7 separate regions of the Mus musculus genome follow, and all the other regions are linked to region 5. A link is a contact called in public Hi-C, HiChIP or PLAC-seq, Micro-C and promoter capture Hi-C data. All regions are on one chromosome and are shown on one strand. Each heading gives the region's core, a stretch centred on a gene start, on an enhancer-like site or on the middle of the called end of the contact. The rest is flanking DNA. Distances are from core to core; before and after follow the strand shown.

Evidence for each region. Promoter capture Hi-C pulls out the DNA fragments that hold promoters and counts their contacts. Hi-C and Micro-C count contacts between places; a contact is called where the count stands out from the background. HiChIP or PLAC-seq counts read pairs in DNA pulled down with a chosen protein or histone mark.
Region 1: a Hi-C map of uterus shows a contact between it and region 5, with 4 times the contacts expected there. The contact joins the enhancer-like site here to the promoter of Wnt5a in region 5. A contact is called at or near these places in 15 of 39 promoter capture datasets (the 3T3-L1 cell line, 3T3-L1-derived adipocytes, cranial neural crest and 9 more), 17 of 484 Hi-C or Micro-C datasets (the N1E-115 cell line, Sertoli cells, cerebral cortex and 5 more), 14 of 115 datasets of contacts at active chromatin or transcription factors (VIP interneurons, craniofacial prominence, embryonic basal ganglia and 9 more) and 1 of 9 other capture datasets (embryonic stem cells).
Region 2: a contact with region 5 is called in a promoter capture Hi-C map of the 3T3-L1 cell line, with 6 times the contacts expected there. The contact joins the enhancer-like site here to the promoter of Wnt5a in region 5. A contact is called at or near these places in 5 of 39 promoter capture datasets (the 3T3-L1 cell line, frontonasal cranial neural crest, hippocampal neurons and 2 more), 1 of 484 Hi-C or Micro-C datasets (uterus) and 2 of 115 datasets of contacts at active chromatin or transcription factors (embryonic forebrain and embryonic midbrain).
Region 3: a contact with region 5 is called in a promoter capture Hi-C map of embryonic stem cells, with 3 times the contacts expected there. The contact joins the promoter of Ccdc66 here to the promoter of Wnt5a in region 5. A contact is called at or near these places in 2 of 39 promoter capture datasets (embryonic stem cells and hippocampal neurons) and 3 of 115 datasets of contacts at active chromatin or transcription factors (astrocytes, embryonic stem cells and stem cell-derived neural progenitor cells).
Region 4: a promoter capture Hi-C map of the 3T3-L1 cell line shows a contact between it and region 5, with 8 times the contacts expected there. The contact joins the enhancer-like site here to the promoter of Wnt5a in region 5. A contact is called at or near these places in 5 of 39 promoter capture datasets (the 3T3-L1 cell line, hippocampal neurons, maxillary cranial neural crest and 2 more), 3 of 115 datasets of contacts at active chromatin or transcription factors (VIP interneurons, embryonic forebrain and embryonic midbrain) and 1 of 9 other capture datasets (embryonic stem cells).
Region 6: a contact with region 5 is called in a Micro-C map of embryonic stem cells, with 2.4 times the contacts expected there. The contact joins the promoter of Erc2 here to the promoter of Wnt5a in region 5. A contact is called at or near these places in 1 of 39 promoter capture datasets (embryonic stem cells), 2 of 484 Hi-C or Micro-C datasets (both in embryonic stem cells), 3 of 115 datasets of contacts at active chromatin or transcription factors (cardiomyocytes and embryonic stem cells) and 1 of 9 other capture datasets (embryonic stem cells).
Region 7: an H3K27ac HiChIP or PLAC-seq map of embryonic fibroblasts shows a contact between it and region 5, with 20 times the contacts expected there. The contact joins the enhancer-like site here to the promoter of Wnt5a in region 5. A contact is called at or near these places in 16 of 39 promoter capture datasets (the 3T3-L1 cell line, cranial neural crest, embryonic stem cells and 8 more), 1 of 15 datasets of contacts at CTCF or cohesin (the NIH/3T3 cell line), 54 of 484 Hi-C or Micro-C datasets (the C2C12 cell line, LSK cells, the MC3T3-E1 cell line and 33 more), 20 of 115 datasets of contacts at active chromatin or transcription factors (the NIH/3T3 cell line, astrocytes, a colorectal cancer cell line and 15 more) and 5 of 9 other capture datasets (adipose tissue, embryonic stem cells, embryonic tail and 2 more).

What each region holds. Positions count from the first base shown.
Region 1 is chr14:27,878,846-27,882,805 of GRCm38.p6, forward strand. All of the region lies in intron 5 of Erc2 (ELKS/RAB6-interacting/CAST family member 2), which reads left to right. Gm34996 (a long non-coding RNA gene) reads left to right here. Exons shown (of 2, transcript XR_383314.3): 2 at 629-3,960. Among named protein-coding and RNA genes, the nearest start is that of Gm34996, 4.2 kb to the left of the region's middle. Within about 2 kb of position 2,031, at least 3 of the 459 cell types and tissues checked have an H3K27ac peak or open chromatin away from gene starts, as enhancers often do. A contact at or near this core is called in VIP interneurons and uterus, where this site is marked.
Region 2 is chr14:29,228,553-29,231,969 of GRCm38.p6, forward strand. The region is part of intron 11 of Cacna2d3 (calcium channel, voltage-dependent, alpha2/delta subunit 3); the gene reads right to left. Among named protein-coding and RNA genes, the nearest start is that of Lrtm1, 210 kb to the left of the region's middle. Within about 2 kb of position 1,644, at least 23 of the 459 cell types and tissues checked have an H3K27ac peak or open chromatin away from gene starts, as enhancers often do.
Region 3 is chr14:27,505,865-27,509,853 of GRCm38.p6, forward strand. It overlaps Ccdc66 (coiled-coil domain containing 66), which reads right to left and starts at 2,596. Exons shown (of 18, transcript NM_177111.3): 1 at 2,558-2,596; 2 at 787-851. The coding sequence starts at 2,568.
Region 4 is chr14:29,268,188-29,271,981 of GRCm38.p6, forward strand. The region is part of intron 11 of Cacna2d3 (calcium channel, voltage-dependent, alpha2/delta subunit 3); the gene reads right to left. Among named protein-coding and RNA genes, the nearest start is that of Lrtm1, 250 kb to the left of the region's middle. Within about 2 kb of position 1,839, at least 15 of the 459 cell types and tissues checked have an H3K27ac peak or open chromatin away from gene starts, as enhancers often do.
Region 5 is chr14:28,503,668-28,507,137 of GRCm38.p6, forward strand. It overlaps Wnt5a (wingless-type MMTV integration site family, member 5A), which reads left to right and starts at 1,806. Exons shown (of 5, transcript NM_009524.4): 1 at 1,806-2,447. The coding sequence starts at 2,442.
Region 6 is chr14:27,620,627-27,624,217 of GRCm38.p6, forward strand. Erc2 (ELKS/RAB6-interacting/CAST family member 2) reads left to right here and starts at 1,781. Exons shown (of 20, transcript NM_001347497.1): 1 at 1,781-1,988.
Region 7 is chr14:27,821,904-27,825,554 of GRCm38.p6, forward strand. The region is part of intron 4 of Erc2 (ELKS/RAB6-interacting/CAST family member 2); the gene reads left to right. Among named protein-coding and RNA genes, the nearest start is that of Gm45645, 17 kb to the right of the region's middle. Within about 2 kb of position 1,353, at least 55 of the 459 cell types and tissues checked have an H3K27ac peak or open chromatin away from gene starts, as enhancers often do. A contact at or near this core is called in the NIH/3T3 cell line, the STO cell line, a colorectal cancer cell line and 4 more, where this site is marked.

The DNA of each region.
Region 1 (3,960 bases), core at 781-3,280, 620 kb before region 5:
GTACTTATAACAGAGGTTCTGATCTCATCTAAGTTTGTACATTAAAAACGAGAGGGAGGCTGGGCAGTGGTGGCCCACACCTTTAATTCCAGCACTTGGGAGGCAGAGGCAGGCGGATTTCTGAGTTCGAGGCCAGCCTGGTTTACAGAGTGAATTCCAGGACAGCCAGAGCTACACAGAGAAACCCTGTCTCAAAAAAAAAAAAAAAAAAATTAGAGTAAGTTTTGGGAACCCAGACAGTACAAGCCTTAGAGGTGACTCCTGAACAGAACTTAAACTCAGAGGTTGGAATTTCAGATTGCTTTTTGTCTTGGTTTTGGCCAAAAATCACCATTGTTAACTAGTGCTTTGCCAAATCTAAAGTTAAATAAAAGGAATAGTTTGCTTTGTAGAGGCAGTCTCGTGTCTTATGCATCTCTCATACTGGCCTCAAATTTACTATGTAACCAAGGATGACCATGAACTAACACCTGATCCTCCTGTCTCTCCTTCCAAAATAACAGGGTTCCATGTGCCATTATGCCCTGTTCAGAAGTACAGAAAAGCCTCTCTATGAGCCCCCTAATTTCAGGAAGATGACATAAATTAGAGCTGACAAGATATTCCATACTTGTCCCTTGTTCCTTAGGGAAACTGAGGGTGAAGTTCTGAACTCCATTTGTTTCCACAACATTTGCATCAGCTCTGCAACGGGGCTTCCTGCAAGGGTCTGCAGAATCCTGCTTCTCTCAAGCTTTGTGTGAGCTTCAACCCACTGCTCTCTGGGAACTCTGTGTGCCCTACAGACTTGCTGATCTGTGTGGAAGTCTCTGCAGGTCCTGGAGAAGGGACCTGTATCCCGATAGGGGATGGCCCTCTCCAGACACACCTTCCAGCACCTAGTTGATCCTGGGCTAAAGTCTGCTGAGTAAAAGGAAGAGAAGAGAATGATGTCACTGACGATCTATCTTTTTGCAGGAATCTCCATGGTTTAAAATTGGCCCTGATTTGATCTGGCAGGTACGCCCCACATCTGTATGTGGGAAACTGTGTGCACTTCTCTGAGAAATTCCTTTCTCGTGGAGCCCCTTTGCTGATTCTATGGCCAAAGAGGCTTTCTCCACTCCTTTCCCCTCTGCTGGAGAGCAGCCTGTGAGGACAGCTCAAAAGCCACGCTTTCATTTTCCCTATTTAATGCTAATGCCTTTGAAAGAATGTATTCTTAACCTGACTTCAGTATATCTGACACAATATGAGCATGTTGCCCAAAGCTTTCACTTTATTGAGTTCATTGATAAACTTTATCCAATTTAAGTAGGAAGAAAATGAATTATGTGAATGGCAATACTTGTTAGCTCTTTGCAAAACATTTTTGTTGTTGTTGTTGTTAGAACTTTTAAGCCAATGGGAATCTAATTCAGAGTTGCTGAAATCAAAAGGAAGTTTATTGGCATTTTAAACTGGAAAACAAAGTAAACCAATAAAACTAATAAAGCAATAAAAACCAAACCAAAACAGACTACGGCTCCAGGCACCCCTTGATCCAGGGCCTCAAGAAGGATCAGCACATGCCTTTTTGTGTCAGTCTGGTTTTTGTCTCGTCCTTCTCCATGAGAGCCAGTTTCAGGCAGCTTCTCCTTGCCTGTCTGAGGAAGGCGGCTACAACAGTTTCAAAATTCCCAGAAGCCAGGGAAGAGAAAAGATTCGGTTTTTGCTTCTTTGCTTTGCTTTTAATTCAGAAAATAAACCAATGTTGGAGCACTGGTGATTCCTGAGATGGGATATAAAGCTTCACGCCAACCTAACAGCTCAGATTGCAGAGGGCCTGGGCTTCCCTCACTTGCTTAGCATAGTAAATCTGATAATGGACAAGGACAGTTTTCTGGGATGGGAAGATGCATTGGCTAATAATGAGCTTGCCATATATAGAACATACAGATGTTCTAGCTAAGCCCAGGAACCGGAGTTCAGAGCTTCAGCTCAGTACCAGCACATGAATCCAGGCTTGGTGGTGCAAGCCTAAAATCCCAGCACTGGACATGCGGAGGCAGCTGGTGAGCTCCGGAGTCAGTGAGGAAACTGTCTCAAAACATGAAATTAGTAAGAGAAGCCAGCCCCTGCCCTGAGTCACAGCAGAACATGGGTACATCCTTCTGCGAGCCAGGCAAGGCACCGGAGTAGCAAAATGAATTGAGAAAGGTGCCAGATATGGATCTCTGGCCTCTGAGTAGGTATACATTGCATGAGCATCCTCACAGATGTGTTCACAGACACCCACCCACCCCCTCTCATATGCATACATGTCCATACATATACACAAAAGAAGGGAAAACAATCAACTTTTTGCTAGAACAGAAGAAATTATCCATTGCACCAGATTTTACCAAATGAATATTCCTGAATGATGTATAAGCTTTAATAAAAATCTCAGAAACTCCATTTGATCTTATGACCTTGTCAACTGCAGAAGATTAAGAAGCCAGAGGCTTGTTCTCTCCACAATATAGAATTTATGTTGGAGCATGGACCTTCAATTTTGCAGCCATGTGGCCAGCAGAGGCCTATGGGCCATTCCTCTTGAGTATGATTTATACCTGAAGGCTATTTCAAACAGGTGAAACGAAGCAAGTAGCAGCACTGATGAGCTTCATTAAGATGACCCAGTGGCTCCCCTGCCTCAGAAGGATATACCTACATTTAGCTGTGACTCAGGACAGATGATGGCTTCTCTTACTAACATAGAATGTTGTACCTTGTCCCCATGACTGGCTCTTTTTTGTGATGCTGCCCTGCAGGTAGGTTCAGATTCCCCTAAGAGGACTCTTAACACTTGATCAAATTCATTTGGATCTATAGTGTATAGGTATCCAAACCTGGTTCAACCATAGCCCAATAACTCTCATGAACTGAATCAGGTTTTGTTTTGTTTTGTTTTGTTTTGTTTTGTTGGTTTGTCTGTTTTTGACTCCAGATGCTATACAGGTTTATTTCATTCATCTTTGGGACAGTTTAAGATCTTCATTAAAGGCATTGCTTCTCCCAGGGTGTTGCATTCACAGGAAGATTGCACAGGTTTCTAGGCTTGTATGACCTCCCAGGGTGTGGCTTTTTGGTACAGCACTTGTGTGACACCCTGCTTTGATCCCCAGTGACGGATGCAAGTAAAATAAATGTCCAGCAAACAAGCAAGCAAACATGTTCCTGCCTTTTTATGGATAATAAACAAGAGTAATAAAACAGAAACATCGCTAAGCCAAGGGTTCCCTATGCTAGCAGCAAACTCTCCTCCCACGTATAGAAATTAGTCAGTCTCTGTAAGCCTGGCAATAGATCCCATGATCCCATTCCAGTTGATATAGCTGTGGTTTCGAGAAAATAAGCAACTGGCTCCTAAGCCTACAGCTAGCAGGTTGGCAGGAAGGATTTGGATGAGTGCTCCCCTGAGTCACACCAGTGTTCACTGAGCACTGGTTTGGTGCTCTCTACTCAAGTTTTACTAGCTCACGGGTCAAGTGGCTTTTCTCTCAGTACTTATTTGGGTAAGTGTGCAGAGACTTGCATCTAAGAAGAGCAGAGTCAGCTCTGGGTGTTGGAGAAGCCCGCTGTGTGTTTGCAAAGGTTCAGTGCTCTACTTGGTAGCGTGAGGCAGGAGTGATTCACTATACAGGTGTTATCTGGCCTTCAGATATGTCTCCCCGTAGTCAGCATGGATCCTGCGTCCCACTCTGAGTTCTGAGTCTTATTTATTGTGAAGTTTTTATTTTTATTTATTTTTTTAAACAGTAGGGCATGACTAGTTCAGGCTTGCAAAGCCCTGTTTTCATTTTCAATAAAATAAACCTTTAAACATATTTTTCTAATTATTTTTTAGAATTTAATGAATTCTGACTATATACTCTCTCTCCACAGCTCCCCCCATTCCTCCCAGAATCCCCCATCTTCCCACTACAGTCAACTTTATGTCTTTTATGGTTTTCATTA
Region 2 (3,417 bases), core at 394-2,893, 720 kb after region 5:
AGCATGGGACTCAAAGAAGGAAGAGTGTTTAAAGTGGCAGCAGATGCCACCAGCTACAAGTTCCTTCCATTGCTGCTGTATTTACACCCTTGAGTTTGGTCCTGCCCAAGTGCCTTTGTCTTCTGTCATCTGAAGTATTTCAGGCAGGTTCAAGTCTTCTGGGTTTCCAGTGACTCAGACTGTCAGCACTCCATAAGCATAGAACAACCTAGTAATTATGCCCTCTTGCCTACAAGCCATTATGGTTTCAACAGTCTTCTGTGTCAGTTAAGACCCCTGCTGAGCTGCCTATATTTGCATGGTCACTGGCAATTTGTACACATTTTTACCCACATTCACAAATATCCTCTTACTCTAGACATGGACATCCTTGAGAGACAACACACACACACACACACACACACACACACACACACATACACACGGTAGGAGAAAATTATATCTGAAGGCCACTGACCATGCATCAATGTATAAAACACTTCACAAAAGATGAAAAGAGTCAGGCCAATGTTATTCTTTCCGTGTTGTTCACATTTCCCCCAGTCACGTTCCATCTCCTTCCGCAAATGTTCTCGTCATGTTTTATTCTGACTATGCGAATTCTGCTTACTTGAACATTCTCTCCTCTTCAAAGACGATTGCAGGCAGGAGGCATTCCATTTTAATCCTTCACTTTGCCCTCCCGAATGTCAAGCATTTGTGTGCAGTGTCTTCAAAATCAATAGGGACCCAAGACATATCGCAATGAATATCAGATTGTTCCGAGCAGAATATTAAGCATGCTTTATGTTTTTCTAAGGCGGGTTTTAAAAACAGGACTGGCAACAAAAGCAAGTTGAAAGTTTATGAAAACAGACAACCCTAGCTGTATTGCATTTCCCTTTGTCTGGAAGCCAGCTCTTTTGAAAGAGTTCAAAGCAGAACGGAATTGTGGCTCGTCTTCTAAGCAAACAACACTGTCCCTGCATGTCAGCGAGTCTCCCTGCTGCCTCCCAGCTCCTGATGGCCTACCTCACTCCCTGCAATTTGCCATCCACATTCCCGAGACTCTTCCTCGGTTACAAATCTGCTGTGGATGCCATTGCATTCTATATCCACAGGCAGTTTCCTGGGAAGCAACCGCGAGTAATCGATTTGTCACTAGGATCTGACAATAGCTTGAAAATATTCTTATTTGGACTGTGTGCCGTTGATTACTTTAAATGCAAGTAAGGGGAGAGAGCAAAATGATAGTGACAGAGGGCTCCAGAAAGGGACAGTAAACTTGATTTTCTGTTTGTGCAAAGTGCTGCTATGATAACATGTTGAGTGTAATTTTAAAAAATAATGAATGACAGGCCAACAGGGCTGATCACCATGCCCACTGGCAGAAAGAGGCTCTGGAAAATGAGGAAAAAGAAGAACAACTATCTGGCAAACAGAAAACTGGAATTAACTGCTCCATCTTAAGGATATTTAGAAAAGATGTGCACCACCCCCACACCCCTGCCAACACACACACACACACACACACACACACACACACACACACACTTCCCAGAAATGGCTTTGGCGTTCATTAATGGCTGGTTTGAATGCTGGGAAGGGAACAAGGAAGCCTGGCAGTCTCTTGCCTACAGTCTTTTAGCTCTGGTTCCCTCTTCCTGGAATGCATGAAGAATAAGTTAAGTGTGCACAGGGCTTCACTCCCTTCCAGACCACAACAGTGAGGGGCACCTTGTAGCCAGGATGGAGGAGAAGATCCTGGAAGAGCCAGGAGCATGGGTTACAGTGCTGGGTTCCTTAGTTTCCCACAAGGGCCAGATGCATGTTCCTCTCTATACACTGGAATCTCTGGGCTGGGAGGATTAGAAGTTATCATTCCTCAAGAACAAGGGCAACGAAGAATCTTCTTGCTGGACCTGCCATATGAAATACAGATAACTTTGTTTTTGCATATTTGATGGGCGTGTGTGTGTGTGTGTGTGTGTGTGTGTGTGTGTGTGTGTGTGAAGACCTGGGGTTCCTCTGTTGACTTTGAAGAGTATTGAAGTAGTGTCTTTCACTAACTGGAGAGCCAGATGTTTGAAATAGTGTGGCTAGCCAGTTTGCTTTATGAATTCCATACCCCAGCCTCCATGTACTGGGACTGCAGACAGGCTCTCACACACATCTGCCTTTTCTGTGGGTTTTGTAGATCTGTGCTCTGGTTCTCACCCTTGCACAGCAAGCAGTTTCTCCTCAACCCTAGAAAGTAGAATTCTTATTGCTCTGGGAGTCTTGGTGGAAGTCACAGATGATTTCAAGACATCAACACCCCCCCCCCCATGCAGCACCTAGTCACTTGTTAAGGTCATTATTACTCGCAGGTCTGGCTTCACTAGGCAAAGCCCAGGCCAGGTGAAGAGATGAGAAAGGAGTGAGTCATTAATCAGGCTGCACCCTCACACTGTGTGACAGAAATTATGGTGAGACAAAGAAGAAAACACTGCTGACCTCTGAGGATTCCAGCAGTTCATCCCTACAGCCAGACATTACTTCTCCAGACACTCAGCATCCAAGCCAACACTTGACTTACATCCTTTCTCAGAGGCCTTTTCTAAGCAGGAAGTAGAAGAACCACATATATTCCAATGTGAAACATCTAGGAGTCTGAGGGGCATGGGAGACACACTGGGTGTTGGGAGCAGGGAAGACTGTTTTAACTCAAAAACTTCTTGATTGTCAGTGACCGATAAAACCATTCTTGGGAGTGCTAGCCTAGTGAAGGCTCTCCACTGCAGTGGGGCTCAAGTTCTGCTCTAGATGAGATACTCACCTTGGGAGTCTCTTCATGAATAGACTGAATATGCAGATGCCTGGAACTGATCCCAGGGCCACAAGGAAGACAGCAAGGCTGATGGGATCTGAGTAGAGCCACAGGACATTCTTACTGCCACTGGGCTTCCAGAACAGAGGAACTCTGTGTCAGCCTCTATCATCATAATGCTGCTTAACTCGAGGGACTGTCTCACTGGAGCATCATTTAAAGTTTCCTCTGGAGGAGCTGGCTCATCAACTAAAAACACTTGTTGCTCCTAAAGAGAATCTGAGTATGGTTCATAAAATCTACACATGGCTCACAACTATCTGTAACTACAGTTCTAAGGAAACAGATGCCCTCTTATGGTCTCCATAGGTGCTGCATGGACATAGTGGATATACATGTATGTAGACAAACATGCACATAAAAGAAAACTAAATTAATCTTTTCTTTAATGTTATCTAGAGAATTTAAACTTGTGATATAGACAGTGTCTTTGATGACCTGGAACAAAAATTAAAACCCTGAAATCAAAGCAAAAGTTAAAAAACCTTGCTAAGTAATATGGGGTGTGAAGGACACAAAGGCATCCATTGGCAAGACACATGCAAAGGGCAGTTGTCTGAACTGAGCCC
Region 3 (3,989 bases), core at 1,346-3,845, 1.0 Mb before region 5:
TCTTTCCAAGGAAAGACAATAAACAAATGGTGGTGGTGATCAGGCAAGTAATTGACGGAGAAGACTAAAAAACTGTACTGAATCTAAAAACTAATGATTTTAAAAAAGACTTTAGCAACTGTAGTTGTACTATATAAATTTAACTTTCTCACACAACATAATTATCTGAACTCAGGGCTGACGAGATGGCTCAGTGGGTAAGAGCACTGACTGATCTTAAGAAGGTCCTGAGTTCAAATCCCAGCAACCACATGGTGGCTCACAACCACCCGTAATGATATCTGCCGCCCTCTTCTGGTGCGTCTGAAGACAGCTACAGTGTACTTATGTATAATAATAAAACTTTGGGCTGGAGCAAGCAGGGACTGAGCGAGTGGAACTGACCAACCAGAGTGAGCGGGGCTGACTGGAGCGAGCAGAGGTCCTAAAATTCAATTCCCAATAACCACATGAAGGCTCATAACCATCTGTACAGCTACAGTATACTCACATGCATAAAATAAATAAATAAATCTTTAAGAATTATCTGAACTCTACCTGTATTACTTATTAGGCAACAAGGTATGGTAACACCAAAAACATTACACATGAAATATATTTTATGAACCAACATAGACAATAGTGATCACTGTCACAATCTGACTTTACTTGGATAAATATCAATTTGTAGACATTAAAAAGAGGCTTTTTCCAAGTGTCATTTAACTATACAAGCAAAACAAACATCTATTAAACTACCACATAGTCTACATACAAACATTTTCGACGTCCAAAAACACAGCATACCATATGGGGACAGTATTAACTTGGTTTTTCCATCCAGTAATTCAGTTTCAAGCTTTAAACCATCTCTGCAATATAAAAGAAAATTGTTTTGACAAGTTTAATTTAACAACTTTCACTAAATAGCAGCCAGGGATATTTATATGAACCTTGAAAGTAAACCTATACCTTTGAATGTATACAGGAATCACATGACCATCAAAGCAGGGGTTTTGGTTGGTTGTTTCTTTTAATTCACATAGCCCAAGCTGCCCTCAAACTCACTATGTATGTAGACCAGGCTGGTTGACCAGGCTGGCTTTGAATTCCTGATTCACCTGCCTGAACCTCCCTCAAAGTAGTCTTTAAATTTTAAAATATTGTTTTCAAGGCTGGAGAGACAGCTCAGCAGTGAGGAGCACTGTCTATTCTTGGCAAGCAGAACCAACATTGCAGTTAACAAGTGTCTGTAAAGGCCCCTCGGGTCACCAAGGGCACCAGCACAAGTGGCCCACAGACTTACATGCAGGCACGATACCCATTCACATAAAATTAAAATAAGTATTTAAAAAGTATGTGTATATATGTGTTCATACATACACATTTTTTTTAACCTAAGAGGGAAAAAAATACAAAAGACTTTCTTACAACTTTTCAGTGAGGCCAGCATGTGTCATGTTTAACCTGAAACCTGGTTTTTGTTACTGGTAAGAAATAAAGCAACCCAGTTATTGCAGCATCCTTTAACCTGCAGCTCTATACCAAAAGTCCCATGCTGCTACCAGAACTCCTTAGCCAGGTACAAGACATAGATAAGCTATTTATGCGTTTTTTGTTTTGTTTTGTTTTTAACAATTTCATGACTGACAGATTCCAAGGAGGAATAGACGCGACTGAAAGATGGCTAAAATGGTCACCAATGTGACGGCTGCTTAAATACAGAATTCCACACAACTTGGACTATTTCATATACTACACGATTGCTTTAGTGACTCTATTACTATCTTAATAAATAAACAATAAACTTTGGCTAATATGACACTTTACATGTCAAAAGCGCCACCATAAAGAAACGGTAAACACTACCAGCAAAACTTACGTTGTCTATTAAAGTCAACAAAATTCTGATGGGATTCTACACACAGTATTACACAGTCTTACGGGGGTGGGGTGGGAACGGGGTGGGCGTTATGTGTCTATGAACAGTAATGACGACAACGTCAAAGAGAAAATACCAAACCAAGAAATTAAGGGCGAGCAGGTTGACTAGCAACTTTAAACTCAGAGTTGCTTTGGTAGCGAGAATCAAAGTGCCTGCGTTTGTAAAAGGAAACAATCTGGGAGATATAGGTTGTCAGAGGCCACCCCGTTGCAGGACTACAAACAGCTCATGGGTACGTTAGAAGGCAACCTCTTGAATGAATCTGAAGTTGCTAAGTCTCTATACTACCGCCCCGCAAGCTTACGGGGCAGGCTGCCTCATTGATTTCTAAACTCCCAGAAGAGAACCTAACATTCAGCTTCTGGATGCGCGGTTACGTCTAGGTCTGGTGGCTGGTTTTCCTAAAACGATGAACTTCTGAAGATGAAGACCGCACCCCAGACTCGGTCCAGCCCCAGCTGAGGATGCTCCAGCTCAGTACGGGGCAGCCGTAGCTCCCCGAGCATCTCGCCCTCTGGGGCGCCATCTCCCCTCCGGGGCGCTCCAACACCACGGTCCGCGCTGGACCCGGAACCCCGCCCGCCGCCACGCGCCGGCTGAAAGTTACAGCCCAGCGAGTCCCCGCCGGCTTACCCCAGGTTCATGGCCCCGCCGCCCACCCGCAGCTCGCTCAGGTCACTTGTGTACCCAGCTTGCTGCCGCTGCTCAACAAACGCTATGCTGATTGGTTGCCGGGGGCCAGCCGAGCCAATCACAGTGGGACATGCTGGCGGGTCCGTTCGTTGATGCCGGCCTCCCCGGACTCTAGATCCCTCTCCGGGGGCGTCTGCGGTTTCTTCGTGATCACCGCCAACCTTGGGGAGCCGCCTTGGCTCTAATGGAGGTTTCCAAATAGGCAGAAACAACAGATGTAACCATTCTCTTTTATATTTGGAGGAGAGGTTTATTTAGTTGAAGGACTTGTGACGCCTAGGACACAGAGTATATGTCTCTGTCTCTTCGTGCTTCCCACACCTTACAGGCTGAAGTTCTTTAAATACTGCAGCAACAGTCACAGTGTGGACCAAACTCGTATATCCGTCGTTAGCAGTGCTATCTCTGAGGCACGAAGAGGCAAAAGGACTTGCCTGGGTCACTGACCACTTAACAATTATACTACAGATCTTATATCTAATGTGAATATGTGTATAACCCCAGCTGACGCTTTTAGACTCAGCCCAAAATTCCACTTGTTGCTCTTCCAGAGAATCCCAGTACTCACGTCAGGGGGCTAAGCCTCCTGCAGCTATATCAATCCTGGTGTCAGACTGGAGTCGGGGAGGGCGCACCCTCGGCAGCCTGTTTCAGAGTGAGTTCCAAGACACCACCATCCCTACCCCCATCCCCACCCCCACTAATCCCCACATAAAAATAAACAAATGTCACTTCCATAAAGAAGCTGCTGAGGGTAAAGTGTAAGAAGGCAATGTCAGCCGGGCGTGGTGGCGCACACCTCTAATCCCAGCACTCAGGAAGCAGAGGCAGGCAGATTTCTGAGTTCGAGGCCAGCCTGGTCTAAAAGTGAGTTCCAGGACAGCCAGAGCTATACAGAGAAACCCTGTCTCAAAAGAACCAAATAAATAAATTATTATTATTATTAGTAATAATAATAATAATAAAAGAAGGCAATGTCTACCTCCCTCCTCCTAGGATCCCAATAGTAGAGACATTATTAGGGTCACTTCCGGAGCATGCAGGAGGGTTTTCAGGAGTTTGGGCAATCCGAAAGTAAATGTAAAGTCTGCACTTAGCAAGGCTGGCGACAAGCTCAAGCTCACGGCTGGATGTGATAGCTGGGCATCTGCTCCCCTTGAGTTCCCAGAGCCCACGTGTCATTACAGCAGTATTGGATTTGGTTGGCTGAGAGGGATGCTCAGGAGGGAGTCCCACGAACCTCCCTATCCAGTCCTGCTATCAGGGAGTGCTATCTTATGCAGACAGGCCCATTTAAGCATCCTGAAGATGGTGGTAGCTGGGCTTGGAGGATAGTCTAGTCCTATGCAACAGAAATCCTCAAAGACTGGGC
Region 4 (3,794 bases), core at 589-3,088, 760 kb after region 5:
CCTTTACTTTGTAATGACCACTAAGCCTCCACTAGGAAAAGGTTGATTTCCTAGCCAAAATAATCCATTTCTGGCCAATATCACCCCATGAATAATTTTCATGCTTACTGGCTTTCATCATCCTTCCACTTGCCCAGGTGAGGGCCAGCAGGAGAGAGCATCTTCCTGGCTGCATATGTAGAGCCCCCCTTAGTCTACTGGGCCACTATGATCAGTGTAGAGCAAGCCTCACCAGGAAATGGAACAGAATGCAAATTAAAGAGGTTCGCTCCCCTTTCAAGGTGTTTTTGCTAGCACAACTTGCAAGACAGCAAACAAGTCTGCAAATGAAATGTGGGAAACCAAGGAAGACTGTAACCCATCACAGGAAGGGAGAACAGGACCCTGACAGTCCAGCTAATGCCTGTAATCACAGTGATAAAGGCCTGCAAATGGCTTCATTCCACACTGTCACTCACAGCCCTAGCTGTGCCCTCAACTCCTGACACCTACAGTGACCTTTGTGATGCTTGAGAAAACAGCTTCCCGCTGTGCGTTCTCTTACAGCACATCCAGATGGGGCAGTTTTGCTCCATTATTTGTGCCTGTAGAAGGAAAATGCCAACAGAAAGATTCATGATGATCCATCCCATCTCAGCAAAGCGTCTCTGATTTATTAGAGCATAAACTGCTGTACAAGCTGTGATGAGTCATGAATGTTCTGGAAGGCCTATGAACTCCAGGGGGAAATGCCCCGGCATCACACTTCTGTGCACCTAATTTATTAGCAGCTTATGCCAACACAGCCTGCAAAACCTGCCAACCTCACAATCGTGGCATCATTTTTTGGGTGGACATGGGAAAAGCATAGGAAAAGGTGTTCAACTAAGACAAATGACAGAAAACTTACTGGCACACTGCATATAAGCATGAATGCTTACAGCCTTCACAGGAGTCCCATAGTCATGCTTTCTGGGGGAAAGGTGAAGGTGTGAGGGGGGAGGAGACTTCCCCAGCTGTAAGATAGACAAATCCAATTGGATATTTTATTGCACCTGTGTTCCTTGGTCCTAGATGAACATGGGAAAGAGTGGATTAATCCCACTCAATTAATTCTAAATTTGGGGAATTTAGGATGGATTTAAAGAACCCCAGTCACTGGTTTAAATTCCTTTATCATTTGAAGGGCATTTTCTCCAATCTTGTGGTTTCAGTACAATTACCATATTTGTGCTTTCTAAATATTGCTCTTTAGAAGAGACTCTGTGTGTGTGTGTGTGTGTGTGTGTGTGTCCATCCTGAGGTTTACATCTATTTCTTTTCCTTTCATTCTAGTGTGTGTATCACTTTAATTCAGTCCTGGCTTCCTTTGTCAAACATCATGAGAAGAATGAGATGGAGGATTCAGTGGCCATGAGAATATGATGTGATATTAAGCATTTGGCACTTTATGCGCTGATAAGATCACCTTTTGTCACTGTAGCCTTCATTTCCACAATGTCACCCAAGCACATGGCTATGTTGGAGATCTAGCAGGAGCAGGCATGACCCAGACAAGAACTGGCAAGGTGATTGGCAGAGTCTGGTGCAATGATTTCAAGGTGAAAGGGGTAGGCCAGCCAGCCAGACTCAGGGTCTTTTCTGAGCTTGGTGGCCTGGGAGTCTGTGCAGTAAGCAGCATAGTAGCACACCTCAGAAGCCAGTCCTGATCTTACCCTTGTGGAGCGAGCTTGGGCTTAACCAAGGTTAAACATTCAGACATTGCCATTGACAGACAATGCTCTGGGGAGAGCAATGTGGCTATTGAGAAATAAGGCAAAGGCATATGCATACAGCTGGGCGTGGCAGGCAGGCAGGAATGCCTGTGTGGACAGCAGGAGCTGTTCTTGTGCCTGGGGTAATAGGAGCCCTGCAAGGAGGAGAAAGGCTTAAGCAGATGCTTTAAAGAGAGAGCCTGCAGCTGGGAGCAGAAAGGAACCAGCTCTAACAAAATGGCTAAGATGCTTTCTCCTCTGCCAGAGGCTTGAAAGAGGGAATGCTGTCTGTCTTGCAGAAAGTGTTACAGTGAGGGCATTACTGCTACTGGGGCTCTACCCCTTCCGAAGGGGTATACCCTGCCACATGAGACTACCGTCAAAGAGCAAGAGAAAACATAAGTGGAATGCCAAAGCTAGGAGACCAAATGCTACACCAGTGGGGTGAACTAGGCACTTAAAGACTGTCTACTGCAGATGTAGATGTGCCTTCTGTAGGGCAACACCACCTAACCCCAAGAGGATGGTTGTTGCAACATCCAGTTAATAATGAGGATCAATAATGTTCAATCAAACAATTGCTCTGGTTTCATAAGCTGTAAAACAACAAAAGAGATGTGAGGTGATGCATGAGAGGTCGCACGTAAGGTACTCCCCCTCGGTGACTTGCAGGCTGTATGGGACTCCTGTTGGAACAATGTCGGAGCTCAGGACTGAGTGATTTCCCATCTGTTCTATTGCCAAGAGAAACTTCAATAAGCCCTCCAGGTTCATTTGGACCTGTGTAGATGTTTAATGGGCCACTAGAACAGAGTGAAAAGGCTTGGCAGGACAAATTCTATTAACGCTCATGAAGAATGCACATTGCCCAATGTAACCTTGGCTACTCTTATGTTCTTTCAACAACCAAAGCAACTTAAGCATATGAAGGAATTTTTTTTTCAATACCACAGCCACCTGTTAGCCCCAAAGCTTTTGATCAGAGCATGATCACATCATCAGGCAGTGGGCAGTGGTAGCAACCTTCTGCTCCTGGGCCCACAAGCCTGGCCTGTACACCTGGGTTACTTCTACTGCTTCTGTGCCTCCAGTCCTCTTATCTCCCCAGACCTGAGCCTTTCTTTTAAGGTCCTCATTCCTACTGCTAAGTGGCTGAAATGATAAACCCATCCCCTGCTACAGCCAGCCTTGCAGGCTGGTGAAGAGATTTACATTCGCAAACACTGGAAGAATGAATTGGTTTTTAATTGAAAAGACAGTGACCCCACCTCCCCCACCCCACCTTGGTGCAAAGCAAATGTCAAGACTGAGTTCTGGGTGCATTCACCATCCGAGCAATATGCCTGTGTCAACACTGCCTGGGATGCTGTCACTGTAATGAAACACAGAGAAAGGCCTAGAAGGCCTCCATGCCCAATAGTGGAGCCTTTGCTCACATTAACTATGCTTTTCTTCAGTCCTTGGGTATGAGACCCAGCACCCTAGCAGAACTGTTGGTGGCAGCACCACTAGTGCCTAGACTCTGCCAGGGAGCAGGACTTGAAGAGTAAAGTCTGGGGATTCCCCCTTGGTCACATGCTAATGGGACATTGCAGATCACAGAAAGAGAATGGGAGACACTGCCTATTTCATTAAGGACATCTTTGTATTGCATCTCATTTGTCACTAACATTTTAGCCATTCTCTCCTGTGGTCAGGGGACTTAATTATTTTTTCATTGTTTCATGAGGCATGTTGATACTTGATCTTAAACTCGAAGTGTTCCTTAAATACAACCAAATTAAACAGTCCTTTGGACTTTTGAGAAAGGAGGTGTTTTCTTTCATAATGCTATTAATGTTAATTTGGTCCCCCAAGTTACACAGGAATCTGCAGGTTTACATGTAGATGCTGAGGGATCCTGCCCCCAGTTGGTTTTGATTGGTAAATAAAGTTGTTGATGGCCTACAGCTGGGCAGGGAGACGGAGGCAGAACCTTTAGGATTTCCAGGGAAAGGACTGAGGAAGGAGCAAGAAGAGGGTTAGCCACCAAGCTGGGAAAGGATTAGCTGCTACACCTGA
Region 5 (3,470 bases), core at 556-3,055:
GTTGTGTGTGTGTAGTGTGTATGTGGTATGTGTACATGTATGTGTGTAGGGTGTATGTGGTATGTAGGGGGTGGGGAGTGGCAGTGTGTGTTTGTAGTGTGTGTAGTGGTGTGTGTGTGTGTGTCTGTGTGTGTCTGTGTGTGTGTTTACCTTCTACCCTTGAACGTTGGAAGATGGGAAAGATGGAGAAAAGAATTGCACTAACCCATGAGACATTGTTTGAGCATGCCACCTGTGGCATACCGGAGGATAGGGTGGTGCTTATCCATCCACTCTATCCAATCGAAGTCCTAACAATTTCAGCTATCTAGAGGTGTCTAGAAGTTCTGGAGTCTGGATCCCCGGTTCACCTAAACTTCACAGTCTTCTCACCCTGAGAGCCACCACCTAGATCCATATCGGCAGCATGACCTCTACTCTTGCCTGGCCACGTTGGGGTGAGGAACAGTCCTGTCTAGCAAACCTCTGACACCAGGGACTTTGCAAGATGCACGAGCCCACTCTACCCTCCAAGCCCGGGCTTTAAGCCCAGGGCGCAAGGAGACATCCCAACCCAACCAGGATCCATGTCAGTGAGGTCCTTTCTGTAGAGGTGCCAGTAAATGCAGTTGGGGACAGTTGAGCCAAGGGGTCCGGATCGGAAAGTTGAGGTTCAGACCCCCAAACGGGTCGACGGCTTTGGAAGAAGCTGAGCCGATCAGGAGGCAGGCAGGCAACAGCAGTGAAATGAACCTCGTTATACAGATGCCTGGGGGATGGGGAGCCTTGAGGAGGGGGCCCAAGGGGGAGCGTACCCCGCCTCCAGGCACCCTGTCCCGTAGTACAGCTTTAAAATCCTGAGAAGTTTGTCATAGGACAGCCTCATCACGCATGCGCATAGGCAAAGTTGACTTTTTTTTTCTCTCCCCCCCCCACCCCCCTTTGCCTCTCCAGCCGTGTTTGGTTCTGCAACTTTAAAAATATTTTTTTTTCGCTGAGAACACCAAGGGAAAGAGGAGTCTGGAGAGAGGGAGGGCGAAAGTGAGGGAGCTGGTCAGGAGGGCCGGGGGTGGGGGGCACGCGGTCCCCTCGCTGGGCCAGTCAGTCTGTGGGGCACCGCATCGCTTGGAAAGTTGCTGCAGGCTCCGAGGCACCGCCTCCGCCGTCCGGAGTCCGGATTGTGCGGCCGCTGCATTGCCATCTCCTTCCGCGGCCTCCGCCGGGCCCCACGACCGCCCCTCGGACCCCGGCCGCGACCGAGGAGGTGGGCAGCCTCGGCCGCCATGGACCTCTGGAGTTGAGTCGCCACCGCGGAGCTCTGCGCCCTCCGTCCTCTCGCTCTGTTCTCTCTGGAAAGGCGGGGGGGTGGAAAGAAGAAGGTTAACCCGAAGAAAGGAAGAAAGAAAGAAGGGGACCAGAAGGGGGAAGCCAACGTTCCCCCACAGGCTAGCTGTCCATCAACCGCTCAAGCCACCAAGCGGCAGAAAGTTCAGGGCTGCCTTGAACCCATTTTCTTTGCGCCTGGTTTTTGCCAGACTCTAAAATGAAAGGACAAAATTTGGCGCTGACTCTTGCAGCTCTGATGGCGACTTGTGCGATTTCAGCGGCATCTCCCGGAGAAAAAACCATGCGTGCCTGATTGTTCTGTGGTCCCATAGCCGCCGCCGCTGCTGCTGCTCTGTGTGTGTGTGTGTGTGTCTGTGTGTGTGTGTGAGCGCGTGTCTCTGTGTCTGCGTGTGTGTGCGTTTGTGTGTGTGTATGTGTGTGTGTTTGGGTGTGTGTCTGTGTGTACACAGAGGTTCACTAGCTAACTCAGCTGCAGGAGCAGTCCCTGGAAGCAGACGTTTCGGCCACAGACCCAGAGAGGAGGAGCTGACAATCAGGAGGCGTGAGCCGCCTGGAGTCTGCAGAATTCGTGGTGTGAATGAACTGGGGGCATCTTGGGCACAGGGATTGCCCCCCCTCCTTCCCCGCCTCGGGCCACAGTTGAGTAGTGGGGCATTTTTTTTCACCTTCTTGTGAAGAATTTTTTTTATTATTTGTTGTAAAGTCTTTTGCACAATCACGCCCACATTTGGGGTTGGAAAGCCCTAATTACCGCCGTCGCTGATGGACGTTAGAGAGGGAGCGCCTCGCCGCGGAACAGTCGCCTGCGCGCCCTCGTCGGACCCGCGGCTCCTGCACTGTGTCCCCGCTCGGCCCTGCGCTTGCTGCTCGCCCGCGCGCGCCGGCGCCCTCTCGGTTCCTGGGCACATTTCCACGCTATACCAACTCCTCTGCCCGAGTCCGGGCGCCAGTGCTCGCTTCCGCTCCGGGTCGCTGCGCCCACCCGACGCGCCCAGGAGGACTCCGCAGCCCTGCTTTGGATTGTCCCCCAAGGCTTAACCCCGACGCTTCGCTTGAATTCCTCGGCCGCCTTCGCTCGGGTGGCGACTTCCTCTCCGTGCCCCCTCCCCCTCGCCATGAAGGTAAGTGTTCTGTGCGCACGGACGCTCCCTACTTTTTCCCCCCCTTTTCAAAGTTAACTGAACTCTTTCAATCTATCCCTATCCTCTCCATTTCTCTAACTGCCTGGAGAAAGCTAAACTCCAATATCGCCGGCAGGGACTCCTATCTTTTCGTCCCTTACCCTGGGGACACTGCCTCTGCGTCCTTGGAGACTTTTTGCACCGGCTATTCTTCAAACCTTTTCAACTATGGAGAAGAGCGAGGGCAGGAAAGACAGTTCGGGTCACAGGCGGCGCGCCTTTTTACCTCGAGAACTGGAGTGTAGTTTTACTACGTGTATTTCAGTGACTGGATAATGATTCGATTCATCAAGTATATATCAAACGCTCATTTCACCGGCACGCGGAGATTGTGTGGCTGAAGCTCTGAGGCCGGATGAGGACTGTGTTAGGAGAAACGGCTGCGAGACTAAGGAAACTAGGGGCCACCTACCCTAGAGCAACGCACACCCCACCCCCAACCTCCGATCAGGGCCCAGTTCCCGGCTCTCCAGGTCGAGTAACCCGAGCGTTCCCGGCCCCTGTGCCTTTAAGAGTGCCTGGCGGGGGGCCAGAGCGCACCCCGCGCGGGGAGCAGGGTCGCGTTATTAGCTTTATTAGCGGCCTCTGGGTGAGCTCAGGTCCTTTACTGCAGCATTGGGGGCGGGGAGTAGTGGTCCTAGTGGCTTTAATCCTGCCCCCTGAGCGGAGTCAACCTAGTGCTTTGGAGACTCTAGGGCCTCTGCGTTTCGAGATCGGGCGGGGGTTAGTTTGTGAACTCGTGTTTGTTTTAATTGTCAGTTGTATGTTAAAGCCGAGTCACACACTCTGAGGGTCACCGAGAGTTCACTTTTACAAAAAAGTTAACGTTTCGTCTTGAAATATAACTAGCAATTTTCCAAACAACTTTTCCTTCGGTTATCCTCCACGCCTCGATAACAATTTCCATTTATACTTCATACCTCTCATTTCCAGCTTTCTAGTAGGGAGTAAGGTGAAGATCGG
Region 6 (3,591 bases), core at 531-3,030, 880 kb before region 5:
CTTTTAAACACTCAAGGATTCTTATTTAGAACTTACAGGTCAATGGAATAGAGAGAATGAAGGCCATCAATAGTGACTGTTCAACATTGTATTTAAAAAAAAATCTATAAATGTGCCATCTTGGATATGTCACCTGGATTTTCTGAAAGATATTACCCATTTTACAGTTTTTGTGAGAGTGATTGAGAAAATGTAAGTGTAATGTGCACAGATATCTGCACATTGTGTGCCTGTGTGGGTGCACACACACTTAAAGCATGCTGTCACTGTGCTGTTAGTATTGTCACCTTGGCATGAACTCGAGTCACCTGGGAAGAGGGAACCTCAGCTGAGGACTGGCTTCTATCTGATTGGCTTTGTGGCAGCGGTTTTCTGATTGATGACTGATGTGGGAGGACCCAGCCCACAGTACCACCCCTGTACTCATGGTCTTGGCTGGGTTAAGTAAGAGAGCAAACTGAGCAAGCCAGGAGAGTAAGCCAGTAAGCAGTGCTCCTCCATGGCCTCAGCTTCAGCTCCTGCCTCCAGGTTCCTGCCTTGCACTCCTGCCCTGGCTTTGCTTGAGGATGGGCTGTGCAGTGGAAATGTAAGCCGACCCTTTCCCAAATTGGTTCTGGTCATTGTTTTTATCACAGCAACAGAGAAGCAAATTAGCACAGTCACATTTCAGAAACTACTCAGCATGAGGTATGTCAAGAATCTCAAAAGGGTTCTCACATGTAACACACCAGGTTGCCAAGGATCCATGTGGGACAGAACACAATAGATATAGTTTGGTTTTGTCCTTCAAGTACCAGGGTTAGGGGAATGGGCACTATTTGTTGGGGATGGAAAGAAGAGTATGAGCACCCGGAGGCCATGGAAAACCTTAAATGGTATGGCTATTAAAGGCAAAAACACTTAGGCTGCCAAAGGAAGGCATCCTCCTGTTCTCTGAGCAGTTAGCATATGAGGTCCTCCTTTTCAGGGTGGGAGGAAGGATTGTCCCCAGTCACTGTTCTTCCCTCTGCTCACCCCACTGCTGGATCAGGATCGCTTTATGTGTGAGCTTCCCAGCAGGAGCCACTCTTATGTGGCCACTGAAGTTGCTGGAAGCACACTCATCAGGGCATAAAGGAAATCGCTGCTGTTCTGGAATTGACTACTTACCTCTGTCGTTTCCATTTCCCTCCCTGGTGCCAAGTGGCAGCAGCAGGGGTTCAAGACTTCTTGTTGAGCGGAAGCTTTTGCCCGTGAAAACCTTGCACACTTTCTCATGCACTTTACCTGGAGCGGTGTGTGCTTGCGTGAACTCAGGGCCCATCTTTCTAATTTAAAAGGGAACCAGACGAGACACCTAATGCATCTGATGAACAGGAGCCTGAATTGCTCTCCTTTTCACTTTTCTATCTCGCTTTTCCTTGGGGGACAAGGAGGTGGCAATAAAGTAGATGTGTTGTGGAGTCATCCTTCTATGGACCTGCAAAGGAATGGATGGTCCTAGGGCATAGGAACCCTCACCCCAGTTCTCTAGGTTAACTTAAAAGGCAAGGGCTGTTTTTGTTCCCCAGAAGTGTCTGGCAGCTTTTGGAGGGGCTTCTGGGGGAGGATTGGGAGGTCAGGTGCTTCGGGCAGGAGGATGCCAGGAGGCGCTGCGGAGCGGGCGCGCACTCGACTCTCTGCTGCCCCCCGCGGAGGTGCCCAGGTCCCAGCCGCGGCCCCTCCAGGCTCCTCGGGAATGCTGGGAATGTGAGTCAGGGCCTGGGCGAGCGGCCGTGAGCGCGCGTGTCGGGACTGCGGCGGGCGCCGCCCCCTCGGCCCCGCCCGGCCCGGCCCCGGCGCTCGGCGCTGGCCGCGCTCCCCTCCACCTCCCCACCACCTCCCCGCGCTGCCCGCGCTCCACCGTCTCGCGCTCCTGATCGCTCCAGCTCCTCCCGGCCGCCCGACGCCGCAGCCACGCGAGGTTGTAAAAATCCATGTGGGACCGCGCCGGGGCGAGCATCGCTAAGGTGAGACGCCGACGCTGGGGGCCCCGGCTCCCTCGTGCGGGTCCCCGGCGCTCGTGGGCAGCTGCAATGCGTTATCGGGGGAGCTGAGGGGAGACGCAGCCGCCTTCCTCGGGGCTATTTCAGGCGGGGGAAGGGATGGGGCGGCCTAAGGGCGGATTTGCCTCTCTCTCTAAACCCCCGGATTGGAACAAGTGCACAGTTCCTCAGGCGCCCGCCCCGGGCCACCTCCCGCAGTCTCTCTCCCGTAGCCACCCTCACTGTCCTCTCCTTTCTTTTCTGCAGACGACCCCCCGCCCCCTTTGCTGACTACCTTGCCGGGAGGGGTGGGATGTTCACGAGGGTGGGGGTCTCTCAGAATCGGAAGCTGAATAAAGTGGAGAAGACAGGACCCCCCAGCCTCAGGGGTTGTGAGCCTGGCTGTCTGGGTGGGCTCCAGGGGAAAGGGGGGCGGGGAAGGGATGCAGGTTATAAAAAGAAAAATTCATGCCTGGGAAAATGAAGATGATTTACTGGGGAGGGGTAGGAGGTGGTGTATGAAAAAGGATACGATGTGAAATTAAACAGCATTCCTACCGATTCTCTCCCCACCTCCTAATTACACAAGGGGTACTTACAAGGAGGTACCTTTAAAAATTATTATTATTATTATTCCTGTATGAGCCTTTGAAAGATCATTTTTAGGACAGTGAAGAATAAGGGCTCTTTCGGTGTGTGAAAATCAAATAGTACCCACAAACTCTCCCCTGTTTAGCCCTACATAATTTATTTTGTAGTTAGGGGTCTTTCTCCTCCTTGCCAGAGGGAGGGTCCGCTCCCTTAGGAGAAGATCGATTTTAGGCGGCTACCTGCCTTTGCTGGATGAAAGACAATTTACTCCCAGAGCGGTGAATTGTCAGTTCTCTTCGTGACTGACAGCCGCACCTGCCACTTATGTGTATAGAATGGGACCGGTGGAACCCCAAGAGCCAATCAATGCTCGGGAGAGGAGGGCTGCTCCCACTTGTCTTGGTTAGTTTCCTGGTTGGCTCTTTAAATCAGTGGTTTTACTTAACCATTGGTTTCCACCAGGTAGGACTCCAGCTGTGAGAAGCAGAGAAGCGGGAAGCCAACTCCTCGACAATGGGCTTAGAAGCAAGTATGTTCAACCTGTGTTCTCCTCCTGTCTTTCCTGTCCGTCACTAGTTGTAGCTGTGGATGCCGAGGTCGTTGGCTTAAACATGAAATCAATCTGTATAAAGAGCGAAGCGGGCATGGGCTGGCTGCTGGGACGGCAGGTTGGAATGATCTACCTTTCCTTCAGAATCGCAGTCTTCTTTAGAAGAGATGCACTTACTGTTGAGCTATCTAGAGAAGGGTGTGGCTCGCCGTCTCCTGTGGTCACCCTACCCTTGTCCTTGTGAACTCACACTGTTTCTGAGTATGTAGTTTGGCTCTTACATCAGATTTGGTAGGTTTATAAGATGTTTTTGAACATGAATAGAGAGAATTCTTTTAGATTTGACAACTCATGGAAGTGAGGGCTGCCTGCTTCTCCTTTGCAAGATGTCATTTAGGATGGAGGTAGTGGTGGGGAAGAGGACTTTCTTATCTTCTCATGAGAGGC
Region 7 (3,651 bases), core at 103-2,602, 680 kb before region 5:
GCCATTCCTACTGATAGGAAGCACAAGGCCTTCTATTAAACATGCATAGTTCAGCTTCCTGGTTTCTGGCAGTCATTCCCAGCAGAGGGCATTGTATCAGCATTACCTGGAAGGCAGCCCAGAAAATCCCTCCCCTGGAGGTCCTCCCACTCTGTCATAGTGCCTGCTTTGGGGAAAATTATAAGAGGAATCTCATTCAAATATGTGATTACCACCTCTTCTTTTTGTGCAAGTTTGTGTGAGGCCTCTGGCAGCACCATGTGGCCTCATGGGACAGTTTGCTAACCCAGTGGTGGTGTTGAGCATTTCCATCACAGGATAATGCTGCAGGCACCGTGGGTTCACTGGTGAACAGTGCAGACCCTTAAAGACTGCTCCATGGAGGCAAACATCAAATATCTAGAGGCAGACACAAGTATTTACCCAACGTGGGGTAAACAGACATGCAAAGGCATGTGCTTTTTGTATATGGTAAAACTTTTAAGCAGTTTATGCATTTACTTTTAATTGTTAAAATATATCTTGTTTTGTATATTTGGAGTTTGCAATAGGATGTTATAGGCCACACATAGGCAGTCATGTGGCAATTACAGTGGGAAAAGTTGACATGCCTGTTGTGATGGGTAATTTTCATTGCCAATTTGACTGATTTTGGATTACCTAGGAGACAGGAGAGGCGCACTTGTGCCTGTGTGTCCAGAGAGGACTGCTGAGGGATCATCGTTCTCCTTGAGTGTGGGCAGCACTATGCAAGTACTGCGGACAGGGAGCTGCACTTCACTGCTGCCATGGCGCTTCCTGGTCTGCTATGATTTAAACCATTTTTCTTTACCACACTGACCACAATGGACAGCACACTCTGAAACCATGAGACAAAATAAGTCCCTCCTGCTTCTAGTCGCTTCTGTCCGGTATTTGGTCATTGTGTGCAAAAGTAATTAACAGAGCTATCATCTCATGTAGGTTGTGTGTGTATGTGAATGTGTATGTATGTATGTGTGTGTGTGCATGTGCATGTGTATGTGCATGCATGTGTGTGTGTGTGTGTGAGAGAGAGAGAGAGAGAGAGAGAGAGAGAGACAGAGAGAGACAGAGAGAGACAGAGAGAGAGAGAACAGAAAATAACTTATCATAAGTCCCAAATACCCTCTAATTTTATTAATGTCAGCTTTCTGGCCATAAACCTGTCCATCCTGCATCCTTGTTCTGTGTCCTTTGTCAGCCACCTCTTCTCTCCACTGTTCTATTTTCCGCTTGTGTGTTTGAAGGTTTATTTATTTAGTGTCTGTTGAATGTGAGGCATAAGGCCAAGGTCTGCAGTGAGTCAGAGGGTGTGTCTCCCACGACCGTGCTTCCTCCCACTTTACAGCATCAGCCTTGTTTTGCCTTCCCAGTGCAGCATGCTTTTTGGCATAGCTACAGTCTTCCATGAGATATTACCTTCTCTAGAATCTCCTGGTATGTTTGCATTGGGGAAGCCTTTGCATTATTACAGTGCACCTCAGGGCTGCTCCTCCAGGGCAATGGCCTGCTTTTACTTCTTTGTCCAGTACTGTTTATCTGTTATGACACTCGTCAACGTGTACTTACAAGGAGTTATTGGCCCCATAGCTGTGCACTTATGGGCATCCTTGAAGGTATATTTTATCTAAACATGCTCAGGATATGTTGCCAATCAGTGTTGAATCATGAATGCAAACTTTTCTGTATAATTGATTTTCTGTATGATTGATTTCTTAATTTGTACTTTACAGCAGACCAATCTTAGCAGAAAATTTTTTGCCCCCCGCCCCCCCCCGTCCATCTTCAATTGTAACATAACATATAAGGAAGTACAAGCATGTATGCCTTATGAAGAGGTATAAATCTTTTTGTTCCAAAAACAAAACAAACAAAACCAGCCCTATGCTTTCTTCTGTTTGCCTGGGCTGTCTGTCCTTTTCATGAGTTTTCAGGCCTCTTTCTAGTCAGTTTCTGGTATATCACACACAGTCTTTGGAGATTGTCACTATGAGGTAATTGTTGAATTGATCTTCAAATCCTTCACTTCATACCCCTTGGGTATCCTTTAAGCTTTCCTTTTAGGGGAGGCTTTCCGAAGAGTGTGGTTTCGTGTCCACGAATTCCTGGAAGTTATGGCTGGTTGCAGGATGATTCACACAGTAAATATCTAGGGCCGGATTTGCAAATCATGTGGTTACAATCTAGCAGGCATCATTGGCCATCAATCACTTCCCTGCTGGAAGTAAATAAAAGAGATCAGTGCCCGCACAAACCTTCTCCTTGTGGGTTTGACAGAAGGCACTCTACGCAGGGCCATGCTGGGCTTTGGATAGCAGTATCAGCATCATTTTGGAGTTAGTTTCCAACCTAACATCTCAGACCCAGCAATGTCTACTTTAACAAATTCTAGATGACTTCCTTACACATGGATGATTGAGAACCTCGGCCTAGGAATTGGGGCGGCATCGCATGTGTGGATGAGTAAGGTCCGCGATGAGTCTGCTTCCGGTCCTTTTCTAAACTTTCTCTCTTGGAATCTTTACCTACTCATTTATTTTGAATATAAGGATTGTGAGCCTCAATTCAGTATCTGGAGGAAAGATCTGTTGTTGTTGTTGTTATTATTGAAGAGCTAGCTGGTAGAGCTACAGGTATTAAATAAATTACTATAAATGATTACTTGTGACACTAATTACTCCTGTCACATCTCATTCTAAGCAAAAATTGCTTGTCAAAAGCTTTATTTTGGGCAAAGGAACAGAGAGATGGATGACTTAGTCAGTAAAATGCATGCCTTACAAATGTGAGAACCTGAGTTCTGTCTCCCAGATCATGTAAAAAGCTGGCATGGTGGTGTGCCCTCTTAATCCCAGGGCAGGGAAGGAAGGCACAGTGGGATCTCAGGGGGCTGCTGGTCAGCTGATACAGTGAAGTTCCTGGCCAATGAGAAACCTCGTCTCAAAGACAAAGTGGAAAGTGCCTGAGGGAAGACACTGGAGGTTATTCTTTGGCAACTATGTGTATGCATGCACCACCACCACACACACACACACACACACACATGCACACAAGCACACATACAGATGCATGTACTTCACACACACACACACACACACACACACACACACACACACACTGTGTGTGTAATTTGTAGTTACATTGATAGCAGACAAAAATTTTTGGTCATGGTGCCATGCTTAGGGCAAATGACCCATTGGAAGAGGAGCTTGTTTTATTGGTAAGCAAGCTGAAATTTAGGAGGGAAAGCCACTCACTTATTTTCTGATATCTACCTACCTGTCTGTCTCTCTGTTTGTCTTTCTGATGTTGTATTTGTCTTTTACTCTTTCCTTATCCTTCTCTCATCCCCTCCAACGTATTTTCTATCAACAATTTCCATGCCCATTCCATGACTTTTTAGTTTGTGACCAACTGGGCTTAGCTGCCTGCCAGAATATAAGTATGGAACTGTCCACTGGAGCAAGGACAGCTCACCAGAGGTTGCACCACTGACTCTAAGGACTCTCATGACCCTACCTCACGTCTAGCAGCCTTCAATGGACAGTAGTTTGCAAGGGGAAGAAGAACATCCCGAGCCCTTCCTTCATCAATACTTTGGCAAGCTGAGTCTTGTGTAGACCCAGTGCA